Linked DNA regions of Anser cygnoides: region 1 is linked to region 2. A link is a contact called in public Hi-C data. All regions are on one chromosome and are shown on one strand. Each heading gives the region's core, a stretch centred on a gene start, on an enhancer-like site or on the middle of the called end of the contact. The rest is flanking DNA. Distances are from core to core; before and after follow the strand shown.

Region 1 (6,258 bases), core at 497-2,996, 40 kb after region 2:
GGTTCACCTCAGCCACATTTTGGCAGCAGAGCCAAAACTCTTCTGTCTGTGTAGCAGCCGGGGGGCACCGACCAGATGCTGCTGCACACTGACAGCACCCATGAGTACCTTTCTGTAGGCCTGTCGCTATTTTGGCCAAGCGCCTACACCATGCCCCTGTCCCCGAAATCCCTGACACGCTCTCCTCACCACACCTCACGCTCTCTCGGACGTAGCAAGCGGTGCATTAATGCAGAAGCCGCTGACCCAGTTCAGCCAGCAGCGCTATCCCCGTCATCAGCCTTCCAGGAGGGGAAACGTAAACCAAAAAAAGTCCGACGGGCCTGCGTGCGTGCTTCACCTATAAGAGGAACGAAATAAACCAGCACGTTCTGCGTTGCGGTGAATCGCTCCAAAACAATCTGCAAACATTCGCCGAATTGTCTTTCTGTTACAAAAAAAAAAAAAAAGAAAGGAAAGGAAAATGCAGCCCCTGGGATATCCCTTTATGGCATATGCATTTTATGTTTAAATGCATTAATGGGACTGCTATGCCGTGAGTCATCCAGCACCAGAGTTTCATGTGTTTCTTAAAATACACTACAAGTAGCTGAGGGCAGGCGGGGCTCCGCCGTGCAGTTATCCGCCAGGAATCCCAGCGGGTACCTGCGCTCGTGGCATCACCGCCACAGTGGCGGGGACCCCATCCTGCTCCCTGCCTGCAGCTAAAGCAGGGGGACCAGAGCAGGATGGGTGCTGGGCCTGCAGGAACAAAACCGGGGCTCCCTCAGCTATTAGGGAGCCTCAGCACCGGATTGCAGAACATTTGCATATATGTAAACAGCAAAGCTGGGAGAGTTTCCTTCTGGAGCACTCTTGTCAAAACTACAGCTGTCTGTGCTTTTTTTTTTTTTTTTTCCGGGGATGATTTGTTGTCTTTCTTTTTTATTTTTTGCTCCCATTTCCTGGCAGTCCCGGCTGAACACCTCTTGTACGTGGCTTTAAACCCACACTCCTGAGCCGGCCGGTGGCTGTTGGGGTTGATCCTGCTCCACACCGGCCGCTTCAGCTGCTCGTGGGGATGCTGTGCCGTTTGGGGATGCTGTGCCGTTTGGGGATGCTGTGCCTTTTGGGGATGCTGTGCCTTTTGGGGATGCTGTGCCTTTTGGGGACGGCACATGGCTTCGAAACGAGGGGTAGAGTTATTTCTGGTGGTGAAGCCCACGCTCCCGAAGGAATGCTGGTGAGCCCGCACCAGCGCTGTGGGGCAGGCTCTGGGATGAGCAAAGGTTAAAGAGCGGCTGGTGAGGCAACCGCGGGGCTGAGGTTGTGGTGAAAGCACACAGGAGGGGCTCGTGGCGATGGAGCGGGGCTCGCTTTCTCTCCACGGTCAGCCTGGCTTGGGTTTTTTTCGGTTTCACCCCTCACAGAAAGCCTCGGCGGTGCTGCCTCGAAGCCCCACGGAGCCCCCCGAGCTTTCTGACACCAAACCCTCGCTGCCACTTCCGGGGGGGGCTTCGCAGAGGCTCCCCTCTCCCTCGGCTGCCCCTTCCCTCGTCTCCAGCGCCTCGGGCTCTCGGGGAAAGGGTTCCGGGGACGCGGGGACCCCCCGGCAGCCCCGCGCCCCCCCCGGCGGGGCGCTGCGGGCCGCGGGGCGGAGCGGGGCGCGGCGAGGCGGGGCCGAGCCTTCCTCCCCTCCCACTTCCCCGTGCGTCAGGGCCGGGGTAGGAGGGGGGAAAAGCGATTTTTTTTTTTTTTTTTTTTTTTTTTTTTTAAACCCTCCAACTACTTTAACGCCGACTCGGCGGCAGATGGTGGACACGGCGCGGGGCTGCGGCGGGGACAGCAGGGGGATGCGCCAGCCGCGCTGCTTCCTCCACCTCCTCCTCCTTTAGCCCCACAGCCACCCCGAAACACCCCCCCCCCCCCCCCCCGGCTCCTCTCCCCTCCCGGCTCCCTTCCTCGGCTCCCCCCATGAGCCGCCCGGCTCCTCCGCCGCCTCGCCGGGCCGCCGCGCTCCTCCTGCCGGCCGCCCGCTGCCGCAGCGCCCCGGCCAAGCGCCTGCCGCCGCTCCCGGACGGCCCCGCCGAGGAGGCTCCGGCCTCCAAGTGGCCTCGCCTGGCCGAGTGCCCCGCGGGCCCCCCGGATTGCCTCAGCGCCCCTTCTTCGCCCTGCGCCCCGTCCTCGCCCGCCGGAGGGGCGGCGGGGCCCAGCCTCATCGCCTCCTACCTGCTGCTGCCGCTGGCCGAGCGGGAGCAGGTGTCGAGGGCGCTGAGCGTCAGCTCCGGCAGGGAGCTTCGCTGTAAGGTGAGTTGGGGGGGGGGGGGGGGCTATGGGGGGGGGGGCGAGGAGTCGGGGTGTCCCTTCCCCGGGGGCTTCTTTTGGGGTAAAAGTCAGGGGAAACCTCGCCACGGAGCCGCCCGGCGAGGAGCGCCCTTCACAGGGGCTCGCTGAGGCGGTGGGGCGAGGCGAGGGGTTGGGGTACCCCAGGGGGGTCATCGTGAGGTGTTAGGGGGGGGTTAGGTTTAGGTTTGGCGTTTGCGGGTTGCTTTTTTTTTTGCTTTCCCCTCGCCGATGCGAATAAAGGGGCTCGGAGCCCGCTGCGAGCGGCGCTCCCGCGGAGCCCTGGCTGTCCTCCAGCTCCCTCGTCATTGTTTGGGAAGAGTTGCTATGAGCGAGGCCGCTTCCAACGCCCTTGAAAACGAACTTTCTTCTTAATTTCCTCTTCACAGGTGTTCCCCCTCAAACACTACCAGGACAAGATCCGGCCTTACATCCAGCTGCCGTCGCACCGGAACATCACCGGCGTGGTGGAAGTGATCCTCGGGGACACCAAGGCCTATGTCTTCTTCGAAAAGGACTTTGGGGACATGCACTCCTATGTGAGGAGCTGCAAGAGGCTGAGGGAAGAGGAGGCTGCCCGGCTCTTCAAGCAGATCGTCTCGGCTGTAGCTCACTGCCACCAGTCGGCCATCGTCCTCGGTGACCTCAAGCTCAGGAAATTTGTCTTCTCCAATGAAGAAAGGTAAGCGGTTGTCAGCGGCCAGCCTCTGGGTGAGCGGGCAGGGAGGAAAGCCTCATGTGGAAAGGCAAAAAGCATCCCAGGGAGCGTGAATGGTGGTGTAAGCCGGGCATCACCTGCGTGATGCGGGCTGCGTCACGTGCGTGGAGCAGGTCACGGATCCAACTGGTGCGTGCCTGCTTGTAGCTGGGTCTCGACTGACGAAATGGAGGAAACTCGCCGTGAGGCTCCTCTCATTCAGCACAAGTTCGGTGACACCCGCTGGGGGACAAAGGGGCGATAGTCTGGGCACTCAGTGCCAGATGTCGTGTGTGCGACTCTGCCGGGGTCGAATGAATCAAGGGCTGGGGCAGGGAGAGGAAGGAGGGGATGGGGAAAGCCCCGATGCGGAGCAGGAGAGGGGTCTCCTCTCCAAAATCTCTGCTGGTCAGGTGATCTGCTGCCTCTTCCGAGGCTGTTGTGCTCCCTCCACGACCGGTGGTGGTGGTGCTTTCCCCACACCGTGGATGCAGGCATGCAAAGGAGGGAGGGCGGGACACGGTTAAATATCCTGCGAGGAAGAAAAACGCTTTGGTAAAACTTAGCCTAAAGCCTCGGTTTATAGCGAGGAGGTTCCAATTTCCCCCCTTCCACAGGCATGCTTTTGGAATTAGTTTCTAAATTTAGGTCAGGGAAGATCATTCAGCGTTTTCCCTGGGGTGTTTGCTGCTCTTGTAGTCCATCACTGCACATGGCAGAGCCAGAAATACTGTGTTAATCGGCAAAACTGACTCTGACCAGCTGCTTGTCCCGTGGAAAGCTTAAAAAATAAGTAGAAGCTGTCATGGAGTTGTGCTTAATCTGATGAAACTGGAGATGATTTATTGAAACAGAAGAAAACGTGTTTTTTTTTTTTTAAACTGCTAACGCTTCTTCAGGATATCGGTTGTGAATGTGATAAGAAAACTAAGCAGAACTGCCCCCCTTAAAACACAGCCAACCATATGTTGACATGCAAAGAAAGTAATTCCTTTGAAGGAAACTATTGCAGCTTTTCCCGCCCATAATAAGATGAAACATTTGTTGAAATGTTACATTGCACACAGCCTTGCTCATTTGGAAATACGCGTTGCACAGGCTGGTGTCATGTGCATCACATTTGGCAAGAAGAGGGTTAAGCAATGGCAAGGCAGGCGCTCGGGCTCACCAGCACAGGTGCAGTTTCAGTGCTCCCGCGGCCAATCCCGGGCCCACGGTTCGCATTGAGTCATATTTTCCGTTTACAGAACCGATGGGTATTTTGCATTGCAGCAGGAGGTCACGCTGAGGACAGGCTGCAGTTAGCACATCCACGCAGCGGCGCGGCCGGCGGAGCCCTGCCGCAGCACGTGAACGGAGGCGCTGCTGATGAAAAGCTCCCAGTTAACCCAGACGGGGGGGGGGGGGGGGGGGGGGGGGGGGCGAGGCGGATATGGTATCACCTGGAAAGGGAAAAAAAATAAAAATAATACAAACGAAAAAATCAGGCGAGCTGGTGAGCACTGTGAGTGCAGGAGAGCTGGATTTTGCGTTTTAAAACTCATGCAGATGTGCTGGTTGTGGTTCATCCCATGCGAGGAGTCTTGCTGGTGTCCCTCGAGAGCCTGTCACCTTGCTAAAATCCCCAGTCGCTAAGCAGGCATCGCCGAGCACATACCTGCTGCATGTCTCTGCGCTCGGATCTGGGGTAAACAACTTCTCCGCAGCAAATTAGAAAGTTGTTTCCACTCCTTTCCTCTGTGCTAATGTGCGAAAGGGAGCGGTGGCTGCCGTGGTGGAGGGCTTTGCTGCCTTCAGCTCTGCCTGTGTTTCGCTACCCGAAATCTCTAACCCGTGGCTCCCTTCCCTCCCCTCCGCAGGACTCAGCTGAGGCTGGAGAGCCTGGAGGACACGCACATCATCAAAGGCGAAGACGACGCGCTCTCAGATAAACACGGCTGTCCCGCCTACGTCAGCCCCGAGATCCTCAACACGACGGGGACCTACTCGGGGAAGTCGGCCGACGTGTGGAGTTTGGGAGTGATGCTCTACACCCTGCTCGTGGGACGCTATCCCTTCCATGACTCGGACCCTAGTACTCTGTTTTCCAAAATCCGCCGTGGACAGTTCTGTATTCCTGACCACGTCTCCCCCAAAGCCCGATGCCTCATCCGCAGCCTCCTGAGGCGGGAGCCCTCCGAAAGACTCACAGCTCCGGAGATCTTGCTTCATCCTTGGTTCGAGGCGGTCTTGGAGCCTGGATATACAGACCAGGAGACGGGAACTTCTGATCAAATTGTTCCAGAATACCATGGAGACAATGACGATATTAGTTCCTTCTTCTGCTAATCGGAAATCTCAAGAACCTCGCTGTTCTCACCTCTGGCATCTCCGTAGGGTTTCATTATTTTATTTTTTTTCCACGTTACAAACTCACAGCATCTTAAAGTGCCAGTATGATCAGAAAAGTGACCTTGTTTAAAATAAATGTCAGCCCGTCGATCTCCGCTCCCTGAGTGCATGCTCAGAGGCTCGCCTGCCCGCTCGCTCTGCTGGTGGGCTCGTCCCGCTGGCCCTGGAGGACCCGTGCAGCTTCACGAGAGCCTCCTGGCTCTTCTCCTGCCTCCCGTGCCCTCCACCGCTGTCACCGGCTGCGTTTTGGTTGCAGAGTCTTATTTCTGGCGATGTGAGAGACTCGAAGCCAGCCCTTGGCTTTCCCCTCCTGCCGCAGTGGCTCGGGGATGTGGACAGTGATGTGCAGGGGATGAGGGGGGCACAGGACATGTCTCTAACTGAGCAAATCTGACAAAAATTGTTTCTTTTGGGGAGAAAAAAAAAAAAAGGTGGAGGGGGGATTGACTTGGCATCTTGCAAAGTAGTTTTCTGACTGTAAGTGCACTTTAGTGAGGGAAGGTCTCCACCGGCCACGTCCAGCTACCTGCTTGTTGCCCCAGCTGGTTGTTTTTCCGCAGGGACGAAGCTGTTAGGTCCTCCTGTCAGGCAAATCACTGCTGCGATCACTACCGTGACCCTTTCTGACGCAGAACATAGCCCATCTCCCAGCTGGGTCCCCTCTGATGCCATTTGCTGAACACAAAATCATTTTAAATAGCCTTCAGCCTCAAGTTACCGTGGCGTGTCCTGTATGACTTCGTGCCCTCAGCGAAGCTGGTCAAGTGGCAGGTCTCGTTAGCTCCCAGTGCCAAAAGGTATCCGTTTACCAAAACGTAACACTATCGGGTGGGGCACCTTCCCTTGGA
Region 2 (6,253 bases), core at 2,785-5,284:
CTGCCTGCCACTTAGGCAGTCTTTTGTGATGACTTCTTAAATCATCAGCTTGATCACAAGTTTAGTGCCTCGAGACAGTTAGCATGAAATGCATTCAGTTGACAATTCAGTCATGAAATGAGAGGCATAAGTCCTAAAAAGCACTAAAATGAAGGGCTTTGGCACTGCCGTAAGCATGCTGTATTAATGTGTTTCTTTGAAAATTTGATTGGTTTCTCTTTAATTTACAGTCTTGCAGCCTTAGAATTCCAACTGTTCTGCAGACTATTTGACCCCATACAGGGTAATTTCCATTGTATGTTACTGAACTTTTGCATAACACACACATTCTAATTTCTAGCAGGATGTGGAATTTCCAAACTCTCAGAACTCTGAAGGGTGGCTTTACTGTCATCAAACCTAGGACCCATTTTACAGGGTCTATTAGGAAAGATTGCTAATGGGTTGGGCATATGACAACTGCTCTCACCAATGTGAGAGTTCATATAAAGCTTTTTTCATACCTAATGAGATAACTGGATGCAGCAAAAAACCTCTTGGCTCCACATCTCTGCAACATGCTGGAAAGCAACTGCACTATAGATTCATAGTGAGGCAATATGAAATAGGTTCTAAAAATAACATAAATATGACTCCGTTCTGTCTTTAACCTCAGATCCTATACTGAAGTGTTGATCCAACTGAATTTGATCGGTATTTTGCAAATAATTGTCATGTGTAGGATTTTATTTTTCTCTTAAAGTATCTATCAGTAAATATTTACTATAAATAGCCACTACAAGCAAGCTGTTGGAACGCTTAATGTGATTTTGATTATGTGCCTGCTGGAAAGGAGAGTTTAAATATGAACAGCAGGAAGTGGTAATAAATCAAATGCATGAAACTTAATGACAAGAATATTTGGGCAGAAAACTTTTGGTTCTGTTTCAAATGTAGAAATGTTTCTCTTTTCTATTAAGCTTGGAAAGGAAGGGTAGGTTGCTATACCCTTGCTGGTTATCTTTCTTTTTCCCATGCTTAGCAGTGCCACTCGGGGTTTTGCTGTACTGTAATCTTCCAGCCACAGCAGAGTGGCAGAGAAACAGTGACACTCAGACGGCTGAGACACTGGGGCTGCTTATTTTAAAGACAAGTACAGTTTTGGCACTGAAATGTGTTTTTCTAGGTCTCTCTTTCTCCTATTTGTATAATATCCCACACAGCCAATGCCTTTAAATTCTTCTGTACTGTGGATACTAACAGGGAATATATGAGCTGCCTCTGATGAAATGCTGTTTTGCAGTAATACCTATTGTGCAGATGGATAGCGGAGACCCAGAAAAACAAGATTTACTTCCACCAAAGTATTTTTGGGGACTCAGCTCTCATGGGTTTCAGTGGAAGTTAGGCACATCATTATCTTTGTGGGTCTAGGTTTAAGTGATTTGTACAGGAACTTTCAGAAAGTGTGTCAGAACAGAGAAATAAATCCATTTCTCTCCTGTCACAGGTTAATACTTTTTTCTTCTGAACAGTTCTTTCTCAACAATGTCTCTTCCTATTTTCCCCGGTCAGTCTGTCTCTACACATACCTTACAGCAGAACATATGCCCAGAGGGTACTTGCTGCTGGGTATCTCTGGCTACAAGCACCCCTGGTGAAATGTCTGTTCACCAAAAGTAAAGCTGTGCAGATGAAACTTATCCCTAATGAGCAGGGACATAATTTTCAGAATTAGAGCGGCAGAACCCATAAAGCTTTCAGAAAGCCTTTAAAGTATTTCTGTTCAGGTGGCGAACAAGTTGACATTGTTGAATTTCCTAAGTATGAGAATAATTTCAGTAGATGTACTATTGAACTACAGAATTAGTCTGGTCTCCTGACCCGTTGCAGAAAATCTGAAATTGTTGTGGATAATAAAGTCTTTATCAGATTTGGAAAAAATAAGTCCCTTTCAGTGGCATATGAGGAGCTTTTTATTTCAAAAAGCAAGTAAATATGGACAAGGAGAGGATAAAATAAAGAAGAGAAGTAACAAATTTCATCATAAAGGAAAGTCAGTTTAAGGTGACTTGGGAATCCACTCAGGAAAAAACAGGTGTAACATAATAACTTGTTTTACTAAGTAAATTATAAATAAATAAATAAATAAATAAACTAGATGAGAATTGAAGAACTGTGTGAACTGTGGTATGCATCACCTTAGATTAATTCAGGATAGCAGAGGTAAGTCTAGAGATAATGCCTGCAGAAAAGAGGACTTCAACATACGTAGACGTGCTTGGGCTCTGAGACTTGTGCCTGCAGACACGGGCAGCTGGGCACTGCCAGCCCGGATCCAGCCCATCACAGGCACCGGGAGTGAGCGGGGGGCTCCTGCTTGGCAACCGGCAGTCTCCAGTCCCACAGGATTTGGTATCACAAATCAATGTGTTTCAGAAGGGTGAAATAAGTCATTTCTTGTAAGATATTTTTTGTTTGCTATACCTCGAGTGCTGTGTTCAGCTTTGGGCCCCTCAGTACCAGAAGGACATCGAGGCCCTGGAGCGTGCCCAGAGCAGGGCTACGAAGCTGGGGAAGGGCCTGGAGCACAAGTCCTGTGAGGAGCGGCTGAGGGAGCTGGGGGTGTTTGGTCTGGAGAAGAGGAGGCTCAGGGGAGACCTCACTGCACTCTACAGCTACCTAAAGGGAGGTTGTGATGAGGAGGGGGTCGGCCTCTTCTCTCAGGTAACTAATGATACGACTCGAGGAAATGGCCACAAGTTGCGCCTGGTGAGGTTCAGGTTGGAAATGAGAAGACATTTCTTCTCAGAAAGAGCAGTCAGGCATTGGGACGAGTTGCCCAGGGAGGTGGTGGAGTCACCGTCCCTGGGGGTGTTCAAGGAAAGGCTGGACGTGGTGCTTAGGGACATGGTTCAGTGGGTGACACTGGTGGTAGGGGGATGGTTGGACCAGGTGATCTTGAAGGTCATTTCCAACCTTAATGATTCTGTGATTCTATGACTCTAAAGTACACGTCAGAACAAGGACTCAGCTCATGAGGTCAAACGGGTGTTACAGCCAGAAGGCTTTGTCATCCTGCACTTGTATTCTGAGGAATAACTCCAGGGAGGAGAGTTCTGACCTTCCCACGAAGAGATCCCGGCAGCAGACTAACTTCCTTCTGGAAAGCCTTCTGAATCCCATGCTTTTCTTCCCACATGCTTCAGAAGCAGAATTTCAGCCTAACCCTCTCCAGGCAGATGTCGCCTCATTTTGTTACTGACAAACTGAGGGAGGAGGAAGGCCCAAAACAATGAGTGTTTTCTTTTCTGTGTCCCCAGATTCAGACCTCTGACAGTACAGCAAGAGGAAAAGGATCATGTTAAAAATGAACAGAGAAACCTAAGAGATAATATACAAATTATACATCCTCTCCATGAATGCTGTATTCATCTGCAGGGATCTTATCTTCAAAGGGAAACAGTTGAAGTAACATTTAGAGAGAGGCAGGAAAAATTATTAAAGACACAGAAAAACTTTCTTGTATGTAGAAATCTAGACTGGAAATGAAATGAAAGAAGAGAGGACCATAAGATAATGAATCATGCCAAGGAAACAAATTAGAGAGTGCTATTTACTCTTACTCCTTATTTCAGATAGAGATGTACTCTGCAGCATTCAGGTAGATTTTATTTAAACCTGCAGAGTGGAAAACTCTTCATTTTAAATGCAGCAGCTTAAAGCAATTCAATATAAAAGAGGTGTTTTTGGAATACCTCCTCGAATAAAAGTAAAAGGTATTCTGAAAACCCAGAAGCAAAGCCTTTACCAAAAAATTCAAAGATCGAATAGGAAGAAATCTCATGATAGGTTTTTAAAGGCAAGAAGACTTTAGACCTCAGTCTACCATGTTAAATAGCCAAATATTCAGATTGAAAGTGTTCATTACATATGTGGGAAAAGGAGACTTATAAATAATTCCAAGAAATGCTCAAAAATTAACACATGAATGATTTGGGGTCACATCTGTAAAGGTATCCACATTATTAAAAGCAGATCTCATCCAAAAAGAGTTAGTGGAGAACAGTGCTGCAAGGAAATTATTCAAGACTCTTGTTAACATCAAAACTATTGAGAGAAAAAAAAATATTCTGCAGTGAATAGAGAAAAAGGTATATTCGTCAACAGTGATTACAGATGACAGAAATAGTTCTGGCTCAGTTAGCAAGGTGTGTGTGTGTGCAATCATAAATGCAGGGGTGAATTTAGTAACAGGGTAATGATCACCTCCAATTCGGTGATGGCTACCACACTGCTGACAAGCGTGCAGCTGGAGCGTGATTACAAAAGTGTTCGATGTCCTTTCAGTCCACAGAGCAGCAGGTTCAGGTGACATGCTGAGTCACAAGTTTTACAGGAAATCAGTGAGGAAACAAATGAACCTTTAACTGACGTTATAGATGTTCGCTGGGTTAAGAAAACTATTGGAGGGTTAAAAAGAGGAAAACAACATCGTATTTCTTAAAACTAAGATCCACCTTATAAATCGAAGACAAGGGAAAATAATTCAATATCATGATTTCTCCTATGAAACCTGCAAATACGACAAACATTTGTGCTGTAGAAGTTCTGTGAGCAATGTCAATAGCACTGTTTACTGAAGTGTTCATGTTCATATTTGTATTTCACTTTGTAGAAACTCATCTCACCTACCTGTATTTTCGAGTCTGCTAACTTACTAAGCACACTTCTAGTATTGTTTGGGGGTTTTCTTGAGTGATTGCTTTGTTGTTCCTATTGTGTTTATTTTCAAGTTCCTCCCCACCCACCAATCTGTTTCCATAGCTATACTATTCATATTTATGTATGTATTTATGATTTTTATAGGCGAATGTGTTCTGTTCATCTCACTTAAGATTGGTATACCATTAGAGTGGGTACCGCATATACACATAGTAAGAAATAGCACCTGCTGAGAACAGATTATAGTCTAGGTGCAGAAATTCAGTACTATTCCTAATTGTTCCTAATTTTTATAAAGCAAAATCCCCAAAACTGTGGTAATGGCCAGATCTCCTGAGTCCCAAATTATTGCTTTACCACAAGATTGATGTGAGCCTTGGGGTGCTCTTCGGGAGAAATATTGATGGCCTCTACTCATGTTTTGTTGTTGTTGTTTTTTAATTATTATTTTTACTGTGTGATGGTTGGAGAACAGAGTGATGAAAAAGGTTCTTGTTTGGTTTTGTAAGTAATTAGTATTACACACTTTGAGTCCTATATTAAAGTAATACTGTTAAAACAAGATGGAAGATGTTGAATGGAAGACCCAAATCTCAATTAACCAAGCAAAACCACCCTGTCAGGAGCTGTAGGACAGAACTGAGAGTAACGTAAATTATTTTCTTTTAAAGTTAACTCATTAGATTGAAGAGGTTTTATTAAAATAGAGAAGCAAAATGTGATCATGTGCTATTTACTCATTTTTAGCAGAAGTTTCATTAAGCATACTTTATTTCATAAGTACTTGGAAGTGAGGTTTCACATCCTTTCTGAGTCTTTTGAAATATGGGCTCTTTTTGACATGGTAAATATCCAGCAGTCCCTTTGTCTAGCAGCACTTTTATTATTTTACTGTACAGAAACTATTAGAATTAGGGATTTTATTTTGAAGCAGAAAGATCATCTTCTGTAGGAGTGTAATGGAGGGCATCTGTAAAGTCTTCCCTGGGTTGCAGCAGAGTTTCTGCTCTTCTAATCTCTCTTGAACCTTCATCCATCACTATTCTCACTGTGAGATTCCATGTTTGGATGGGGTTTTTAGGATGACAACCAGCCCATTACTTGGTTATTTTCTTTCACTGCCACTGTTTATGTTTTTTTTTCTTCTGACTACATACAACTCCATTAAATAGTTTATTTTGGAGTTTCCTTTAAAATTGTGAAACTGGAAAAAAAATGGTAAAATTAGTTCCTCCTCAGCAGTTTCATTCAGAAAGTATAGCACATGATGAATGGTCTTGAAGATATCTACTGATTTTAGTATCCATCTTTGTTTGAAGTTGAATTTCCTTGCTTTAATCTAGTATTTCTCAGCATTGATACAGGAAATAGCTTCTTTGATATTCATGTACCGAAAATAACAATAGTCATTATCATGGGTACCATTGTGTCAGGACTGATGGGTGGCTGATGACTTTAGAAGCCTCTGCAACATAAACATGTGATAACTGCCTTTTACTTGATTATTACTGTATATATATATATATATTGTTTTTAATCAATATATCTT

Evidence for each region. Hi-C and Micro-C count contacts between places; a contact is called where the count stands out from the background.
Region 1: a Hi-C map of liver shows a contact between it and region 2, with 3 times the contacts expected there. The contact joins the promoter of TRIB1 here to the enhancer-like site in region 2. A contact is called at or near these places in 2 of 7 Hi-C or Micro-C datasets (both in liver).

What each region holds. Positions count from the first base shown.
Region 1 is chr2:152,298,763-152,305,020 of Taihu_goose_T2T_genome, forward strand. TRIB1 (tribbles pseudokinase 1) reads left to right here and starts at 1,747. Exons shown (of 3, transcript XM_066990736.1): 1 at 1,747-2,286; 2 at 2,712-3,004; 3 at 4,879-6,258. The coding sequence starts at 1,954. The coding sequence ends at 5,347.
Region 2 is chr2:152,255,982-152,262,234 of Taihu_goose_T2T_genome, forward strand. All of the region lies in intron 5 of NSMCE2 (NSE2 (MMS21) homolog, SMC5-SMC6 complex SUMO ligase), which reads left to right. Among named protein-coding and RNA genes, the nearest start is that of TRIB1, 41 kb to the right of the region's middle. Within about 2 kb of position 4,035, at least 2 of the 3 cell types and tissues checked have open chromatin away from gene starts, as enhancers often do. A contact at or near this core is called in liver, where this site is marked.